Linked DNA regions of Zea mays: region 2 is linked to region 1. The links are chromatin contacts, called in public Hi-C maps. All regions are on one chromosome and are shown on one strand. The core of a region is the stretch at or near the end of the contact, and the rest is flanking DNA. Distances in the headings are between cores, read along the strand shown. Region 1 holds the start of LOC100283652 (gibberellin receptor GID1L2). Region 2 holds the start of LOC103653663 (polyadenylate-binding protein RBP47).

Region 1 (4,841 bases), core at 1,446-3,945:
ATTTTACGTTTTCATTTAAAAAATTAAGGTCAAATTTAAATTATGATTCCTTATTTCAATAAAATGTATCACCACAAATTCATAAGTATAAGATGCCCACTCTTTTATTCATTTATTGGTTACATGACTATGTTAATATCCTTAATTGATTATAAAAAAAGGTCCTAATAAATTTTAAAGGTTAAAAAAATTCTCAAAACCTTATTACAAATGTATTTATTTATTTTATTATTTTTTCCTTCTACCAATTTTGGGCTTTACAATTTTCCAAATGTTTTTCTTTTTATTTTCTCTATGGATTTCAAATCAAATTCAAACCCAATTCAAATTCAAACTAATTCAAACATGTACATCAACCAAAATAATAATTTAGGCTCAGCATGATGCAATATTTCATGACTCACATAGGTTTTGCTATATTAAATAAATAGTTAATCCCCTATAAACTAGACATAGTTCTAATAAAAAGAGAGAGAAGAAATCTAGAGAGAGAGAAACAAGAGGTAACTCCTGAATTTGGTAGGCATTAGAGAAGAAATTTTATACCCCAAATTCAGGGTGTTACAAGAGGGAATCACGACTCGTGGGTAAAGTGTGTAACCTCTGCAGAGTGTTATGAAACTGATACATCAGTCGTGCTCACGGTTATGAGCGGCCTTGGTAGCTCCATTGATTAGAGATACTATAATCACAGAAGATGATGAGGTTAATTATGGTTTTGGTGATTACGATTATGATTTTTGGTATTTTTTCGTTTGGAAGGAGTACTTTTGGGCTAATAGCTTGGGTTTAATGCTAAAACCTGGCTCTCTAGTTGTAATAATTAATTGACCAACTAAAAGCAACTGCTTGATCCTTACCCCACATAAAGCTAGTTCACCACAGCCAAACGTGACAATTGCTGAGTTTGTTGATGTGTACCCATCCTTGCTTTATAACACCAAAACCCACAGGTTGTCCACATTGCAACCACTGCTCGGGAGAAGATGAAGTCCCGGTGGAGGATTTTCAGGCGTTTCAAGACTATGATAAGTTCTAGGCGTGGGTTAGCGGCAAACCTCCAGTCGGCTGCCTGTGAAGGGCGTGTGGTTCTATGTTTCGTTTTCGCACTTTGATCTATGTTAATGACTATGTGGATGTCTCGGGCATCATGATGTAATAAAAAACGGTTATAGCTCTTTAGAGGCTCTTGACGAGAAACATTTTTTTGTGATCATTTGGTAGGGCTTCATGATGAGTCCAAACTAGACCCGCTCAAGGAGCCATGCCGCCAAAGCAACCCTTACTCAATCAGTATTATTTAAATATTTTTTTATCTCTCATTCCCTTAAGGGTGACCTCGTGGCCGCTCGTGCCGCCGTTATCGACTTCTCATCAAAATTGTGTGCCCCTCTCATCAGAATTGTAACGTTAGCATAGATTATATGCTCTTCACCTGAAGTAGTCCAATTTTGCGTGAACGATGAATTTGGCATCAAGTTGGCTAGTCGATGCGTGGGCAAAAATTTCCAAAACAGCTGAAATATATTATTTTATTTTCCACATTGTCACGCAAACACAAAGGAACAAGGGCGCACGCGTCACGGATCACGTTCACGTTCACGGCGCATTGATGAAAGCCGCCATCTTGTCCAGCATCTCCTTGGCCTTGTCGCAGTCGGGTTTGAAGAGGAAGAAGACATGGCCCTCTCCCATGGTCTCCAGCAGCTCGACGCCGGCGGCCTGCCCCAGGCGGCCTCCCCTCGCCGCGGCCACCGCCTCGGCGTACGCGCGGCCGCGCCACCTGAGGAAGTCGCCCTCCGCGGTACACACCATGACGCGCTCACACGCCAGCGTGTGGAGTCCCGGTGCGGCGGGCGCCATGGGGTTCATCCGCGGGTCTTCCATGCTATTAGCATCGGGGCACGCGAAGAACCAGAGTCCGGCGCCCATGGTGCGCACGGCGGGGTCCCTGGGCTCCTCGCCCACGGCCTCGGAGCCCCAGAACCAGGGGTGGATGAGCACGGCGCCCTTGAGCGGCGGCGGGCAGCCCTGCTGCTGCGCCTGGACGACGTCCGGGTGGATGGCGAGGTAGTGGCAGACGTTGCCGCCGGCGCTGTCCCCGGCGACGAAGACGCGCGCGAGATCCCCGTGGGCGGCGACCCAGGGGTCGGCGGCGGAAAGCACCCACTTGAGCGCGGCGAGGCAGTCGTCGTACCCCGCCGGGAGCGGGTGCTCGGGCGCCAGGCGGTAGTCGACGGAGACCGCGAGCGCGGGGCAGGCGGCGGCGAGCCTGTTGAGGAAGAGGTGGTAGTTGGGCGAGGCGGCGGACTCGGCCACGAAGCCGCCGCCGTGCACGAACACGACGACGGGCAGCTTGGCACCGGCGTCGGCCACGGGGGGCAGGTAGAGGCGGGCCGAGTAGGAGCCGAGGTGGACGTCCTTGGATTGGACCCCCGTGGCGGCGTCGTGGCCAGGCTCCACGGGCGGAGCCACCAGGGGCCGCTCGATGCGGCCGCTCTTGTAGACCCGGAGCAGCGGGCCGAACTCGCGCACGACCTCGTCGGACGGGTCGGGGGCGGGGACGGGGAAGGGGAATAAAGGCTTGGACGACGCCATGGCGGACGGCGCCGGACGCAGGCGCGCGCGCTCGTGAGAACCGCGGGGATGGGCGCCGCGCCGAGTGAGTGACGGAGTGAGCGATGCGGGCTGTTGGACTTGCGCTTGCCGCTTGGCGTGCTTTGTCTTGCTCGCCTGCCCAGCCCAGGCGGTTGGTTGGTACTTGGTAGGTTGCGGACTCTTTGATGAGGGACTCGGTCTACGCGTCGCCGGCAGTGCTGACTGCTGACTACGTGAGGGCCGGCACTGCTAGCTTGTCGATTCGCTGTGACCCGAAAGATGTGCGGTGTCCAGTTATCCGGCCTTGATGGAACCTGTTTGTGGACGCACAAGTCTCGCATATACGTATCCTTCAATTTTTTTTCTCTTCCACACACGAGAAGAGGAATTCACTTTCTTCTAGAAGATCTGATGTGATGCTAGTAGTGCTTTCTGCCTGAAAAATCCCCCGTCATTAAATATGCCATTATCTTTTTTTTTCTATTGCAACACGTGGACACATCAAAGCAACTTCAAGCTCCTTTTTCCCACCTCTGAATTTTCTTTCATCATTTTAAGTTATAAGATGCTTTAGCTTTTTAAGCTATATAGCTTATATAATATTCCCTCCCTACCAAATTAATTGGTTTTATTTAATTAATAGATTCATTATATATATATATATATATTTATATTTATATTTATATTTATCTTCGTCCATTTGAATATAGATATAAAACGAAGAGATAAAATGACTACAATTTTAGAAGAGTAGTATATTTCAATATATATATATTATATCTAGATATATGATAAAAATAGTATAAAAATAAAAAAATCTTATAACTAAGGATGAATGAACAATTAATATAAATATAGATTTTAGTAAAAAATATCACCCAACAACTTATTAGCTAGTTGTTTCTCGATAGCTTAAAATAAAGAACGAGATAGGCTCTCTTGTGCAGAAGATGTAGAGAAACAGTAGTTGGAGGATAAAAGGATATAGAGAGTTATTATTATATTAATAGCTCTCAAATAATAATTTAGAATTTAGAGAGGGTGCTCTTATTGTTGTAGACAATTTCATTTGATGTTATCAACTGTAAAGGCAAACAAATATATTGTAGCAATGGACTAACCACAGCTGAAGGTACGGTGAAGGTTGTAAGAGTCTATTTACATGTTCTCTTGCACATAACATATAGAGAAGCGATAATTGGATGATAAAAATACATAGAAAGAAATTTTTTTATTAATAACTCTCAAATAATGAATTAGAATTTAGAGGGTGTGCTCTTATTGGGAGAGCAGTTTCAAGTACCAACTACCAAGGGCTGCACATCATGTTTTACGGAGAGTAAGATTCGAACTCGTAACCTCTCGCTTATGTGCAACCTTCTCCACCACTCCACCTCTTATATCATTTGTGTCTATATTAAATTTTCTCTCCCAAGTATTATAACAAACTGAGAGTAAATTGATTATTTGAGACATTAAATGAATTTAAATGGAAAAGTTGTTAACTACAAAGTTGCATAACTCTTTGAGACCTACGACTTTTATTTAATAGTTTTTTCATCCGAGATCGTTTACAACATTTGGATTTTAAATATGAAAACTTCAAATGTATTTTTATATGATAAGATTATTTCAAATTTAAAAGATGTCAACTATAAAGTTAAATAACTTTTCGAGGCCTAGAACTTTAATTTTTGTGTTTTTTTCATCCGAGATCGTTTGAAAATTTCAAATTTTGAATTCAAAAATAGTTTTGCATGATGATTTCAAATCAAAAATTTGTCAATTAAAAAGTTTCATAACTTTTTAAGACCTACAACTTTCATTTTGGTGGTTTTTCCATTCGAGGTGGTTTGAGAAATTCAAATTTTTAATTTTTTAAATTCAAATATAGTTTTCGTTGATAGGATGACTTCAAATCAAAAAGTATCAAACTACAAAACTATATAACTTCTCAAGATCTACAAAGTTTATTTTGGTTGTTTGATCATTTGCTCATCCAACATGGTAGTTCTAACATTATTCACAAATCTTATACATCTCTCTTGTAGTTTCATAAACTATAAGAGAGATGTAAGTTTTGTGAACAAATTTATTTTTACTTTGTCATATGAAGAAATGACCAAAATAAAAATTATACATCTTGATGAGTTATACAACTTTGTAGTTAAAATCTTTTTCATTTAAATTAATTTACTACTTCAAAATGTGATTTTGAAAACGGTCTTTGCCTAGTGTAAAAA
Region 2 (4,431 bases), core at 572-3,071, 180 kb before region 1:
TGAAATATAACCACCACCTTAAAAACTCATAGCATTGAGCAATAAAGAATAGATATGCCACAAAATTGATTGTTACAACTCCCAGTTATATGTGTGGAACTCATTGCATATTTGTAACAGGGAAATTTCTATGGTAGCAATAAAATTCTCAACAGATAGCATTGACTAATATATAGTCAAGATCATGGAATATGGAAAAAAGCATTATAGATTTGTAAAATAGTAACTGGAGTCACAGCCTAAATAAAAAACTTCAATTCTGGAAATACCTTGAGATCTTCTAGGAGTCGCTGGTCCTACACGAATTGGTCTTGTGGAACAGTAAACACCATTCATTTCAGTCATTGCATGAATTTTGTCATTATCATCTCCAAACCTAACAAAGCCGTAGCCTCTAGAACGGCCTGTGTTTGCATCAATAATAACTTTAGCTCCTTTCACCGATCGGTATTTGTTAGAAAAAAGTTCCAGCAACATCGCATCAGTAACATCAACAGCCAAATCGCCAACAAATATCGAGTGATCAGACGAAATTTCCGAGCGTTTTTCTCCCATACTATATGATGCCCAGTTTAACTTAAAAGCCCGGTCAGTATTAGGCATTACGTGACCAGAAAAATTCTGCAGTGCCTTCTCTGCTGAAACGTGAGTATAAAACTCTATAAAACCATAACCCTCAGAAACTCCCGAGTGTCTATTGCGAATGACTTTAATATTCACCACCTACAATAGCAGATGAATAGTGATACAGCAATTAGTAACGCATGGAGAAAATGGTAACGTAATGATGGAGCAAATCTCTCAAAGAAAAGACAACAAAATCTTACTTGATGCAGCAAAGAAAAGGGTAAACCATTTAAGCCAAACATAGTGGTCTTAACTGAAAAACTGATGACTTCACTACCTTATAACAACACAATAGCAGATAACTAGCTAATTGGCAATCAGTAATGAATGGAATAAAAGATAGTTAGTGGTAGAGCAAGTCTCTCAAAGAAACACAGACATTCGTGAACAATATATTAAAGTGATAATCCATTTAGATCAAATACAGTAGCCTTAACTGAGAATGTGACTACGTTGCTACCTTACCAACACAATTCAACAGAATAATATCACATATTCCTTTTTCGTTACCAAACCAGGATTTGCCGCAAAACTACGCCACTAAGCCTGTTACAGCACAGTATAGACGAATCAACACTAAGCCATGGAATAAACCTAGCTGGATTCGAGAGATCCAGTACGGATAATGCTGGATCAGAGGAGGAGCAGGCTCTGTGAGAGAGAAGGAACCTCGCCGCTAGAGCCGAAGCAGCTGTGAAGATAGTTTTCGTCCATCCAGTACTGCAGGTCGCCCACCCAGATGGTCCGGTTATCCTCGCCCCCGTTCCCGCCGGATCCAGTCGGCGGCGGCGGTGTTACCGAGGACGGCGGCGTAAAATGCTTCACAAACTGCAGAGAAGGTGGCGGCGGCGCGGCCACCATGGGATGGTGTGGAGGAGGGTATGGGATGACCACCCACCGCGGTTGCGGCATATGGTGATGCGGATGCAGTGCGTGCGGGTGAGGCGACGCGGCCGCCACCGCTGCCGCGGCGTGCGCGTGGGGGCGGGAGGGCGCCGCCGCCGCAGACGCCGAGGCCGGGGCGTCGGTGGGGGCAACTGCCGCTGCCATCTGCATCGCCGCCTCCGGGGGGTGTGGCTGGAGCCGGGAAGGGGCGGCCGCGTGTGTCGAACTGTCGAAGCTCGCGGGGGTGGTCGGATGGAGGCGGAAAGAGAGGAGAGAGCTCGTGCGCAGAGGCTGACGCTACATTTTTATATGTCGTTGCTGAGAGATCTCGGCCGTGCGATCTAGGATTTCGCGATGGCGCGGCCGTTCGATGGGTGGGCGTTGAAGACACTGACGCATGGGCCCGGTAGGGTACGGAGTAGGAGATTTTAGGGAATGGTCGAATGGGGTGGTGCGCTGGCGGCTGGCCGCTGGCGCTGCTGCTACTTTTGTGGATATGCGGGCATGCGGCTGATGTTTTGCTATTTCTGGACGAAATGTGGCTCAGTTACCAGGCAATAATAGGCTGGGCCGGTAACTGGACTTGAAGTGACTGTCTGTAGATTTGGAACCAGTCGCATTAAAAAACATGGAATGCTACAAAATCATTAATTTCAGTAGCAGATTACGTGAAAGTAATTAGCATGACGTTTGGGCATGTATAATCTATGGACGAAGCTAGTCTTTAGATTATAACACGTAACTATGGTCATGATTGTTTCAGCTTTTCATAAGTTCTGGCCACCAAAAGTTGATGTTGAATACCAAATACCCAACTTTTATAAAACTTGATTTGTTAAAAACTATCCAAAATCAATATAAACACATAATTCGTCGAGTTATTGTAATAGTAGGAATCCATTACTTTCTAGATCCTGAACCCTATGAATATATTCATCTTCCTCCGCACATAATTCTAACGATAATCAAATTCTCTCCACAATCAGATTCTTCTCACAGCCAGATTCTCATAAAAGTTGGTCAGAAAAAAGTTGAACCAAACAGACCATATATCTATAGCACTATATAATTCACCAGTTTAAACTTTACAAAACACAGAATCAAATCATCCACACAATCATATCATCCATTATATCCACCAAACAAATTACATCATACTTAACACAAAATCAAAACCAACGATTCAGATCGATGGATAACATCTTCTCTCTTACTCAAATCCATGTACAATATTATTTGGATCTTACATCATCACTCATTCCCCCTCGTCATCGTCGACCTCTCTCCTCCATCTCTGGGATCATAGCGTTAGCACGGACTATATGCTAGTATACAATAGGTTATTTATTTAACTGTTTGCAAGGTATTTAATGCTTGCATATAGACACAATCCATTTTAGTATATATACTACCATGTTGCTAATTTAATATGAAATGGAACAAACACAATAAGATGAAAATGATTATAATATTTCTTAGAACTATCCACATAAATAATATATTATATATTTATATAACATGCGGTAATGTAATTTTCAGTAACCAGATATAGCATAACATGATAGTAGCCTAAACTCCCTTATAAATTCGTCTAAAGGCTTGTTTTGATCCAAGAGTTAAAGCAAATTGACTAAAGTTTAGCTCCTCCTTAGGAGCTAAAAGTGACTAGGATACTTTTTTACTATTTTAAACTCACTTAACTAACTTGGAACAACCTAGAGCAAAAGCGCAATAGTAGTCTAACTAACCTAAAGCACTTCGCAAAATACCTACGCTAATCACCTAGAGCAAAAGAGCAATAACGGTCTAACTAACCTTAGAACAAAACCTATGCTTTCTCTACTAGCTCTTTAATCTTCCGCATTTACTCTCTCTCTCTCTACTTAAGTTGCAATCTCTACTCTTCTTAGTGTATAATATAAAGGATTGGAACTTAGGTTGCATAACTCCTTTTGTGGTAGAGATAGCAACACATAGACAAAACTTAGTTTGCACATTCTAGATTGCTTATTTACATAGGTTTTGTTCTAAGGTTTATTTTGTGGCCTAGTTAAGAAAGAAGTTTTTAGAAGTCCTAATTCACCCCCTCTTAGGCGTCACCATTTTCTACAAATGCTACACAATGTTTTGTATTTATACTTAAGTTGCATGAAACAACTCAGTTGCAAATTGAAAAGATGAACGAAAGTATTGCATTGCTACTAGTAAAGGTAGGAAGGAGCTAAAATTAGAACATGGTGATTTGGTATGGGTTCTGTTGGGGACTTGTTCTCAAATGCTATGAATTAAGAACAAGGCAACACAAAAGTTAATGATTAAAGACCTTCGTCCTTCGAAGCATTATTTCCCTTAGGATATAATGATCTTCAGACGAAGGTCATGAAGGACGTACCTTCATCATCTCAATATACAATGGAAAGCAGGATCATATGACACATACAAAACATGAATAATCATATGATATCATTCAGACATTTTTATTATATAATCATGAATAAACATGGATAATATTGAATTACATTTATACCTTCGGCTTGACAGAAGGTGAGAATCCGAGTGTGACGTGCGAATGAATACAAGTCAGTGTGAACAGTACGGGGTATTGTTCATTTATTTATAGGCACAGGGCACAACCTGTGAGATATTACATTCATGCCCTTTACAAAAGATTACGATTATGACACAGACTCTCATGGATCAATCAGTCATTTCATCTTTAAGTCGGTGCAATCCTTCGTCTTGAGACATGCCACTATGCCGAAGCTTTATGGATGATAGCTTCGACACTGCTTTTGAGAGCATCTGGTGAAGGTGTTTCTTCTTACAGGATCTTCGGCGACGAAGCATACCCCCAACAGTAGCCCCTTCGCGGTGCTAGATCGTTTTTCGTAACGAGCTTGATCCGTGAAAAAGTCTCCC

What was found. Hi-C and Micro-C count contacts between places; a contact is called where the count stands out from the background.
Region 2: a contact with region 1 is called in a Hi-C map of bundle sheath, with 4 times the contacts expected there. The contact joins the promoter of LOC103653663 here to the promoter of LOC100283652 in region 1. A contact is called at or near these places in 8 of 25 Hi-C or Micro-C datasets (bundle sheath, ear, endosperm and 3 more).

Annotation. Positions count from the first base shown.
Region 1 is chr4:127,597,909-127,602,749 of Zm-B73-REFERENCE-NAM-5.0, reverse strand. It overlaps LOC100283652 (gibberellin receptor GID1L2), which reads right to left and starts at 2,695. Exons shown (of 1, transcript NM_001156553.2): 1 at 1,509-2,695. The coding sequence starts at 2,598. The coding sequence ends at 1,600.
Region 2 is chr4:127,779,992-127,784,422 of Zm-B73-REFERENCE-NAM-5.0, reverse strand. LOC103653663 (polyadenylate-binding protein RBP47) reads right to left here and starts at 1,821. Exons shown (of 6, transcript XM_008680491.2): 1 at 1,297-1,821; 2 at 270-723. The coding sequence starts at 1,683.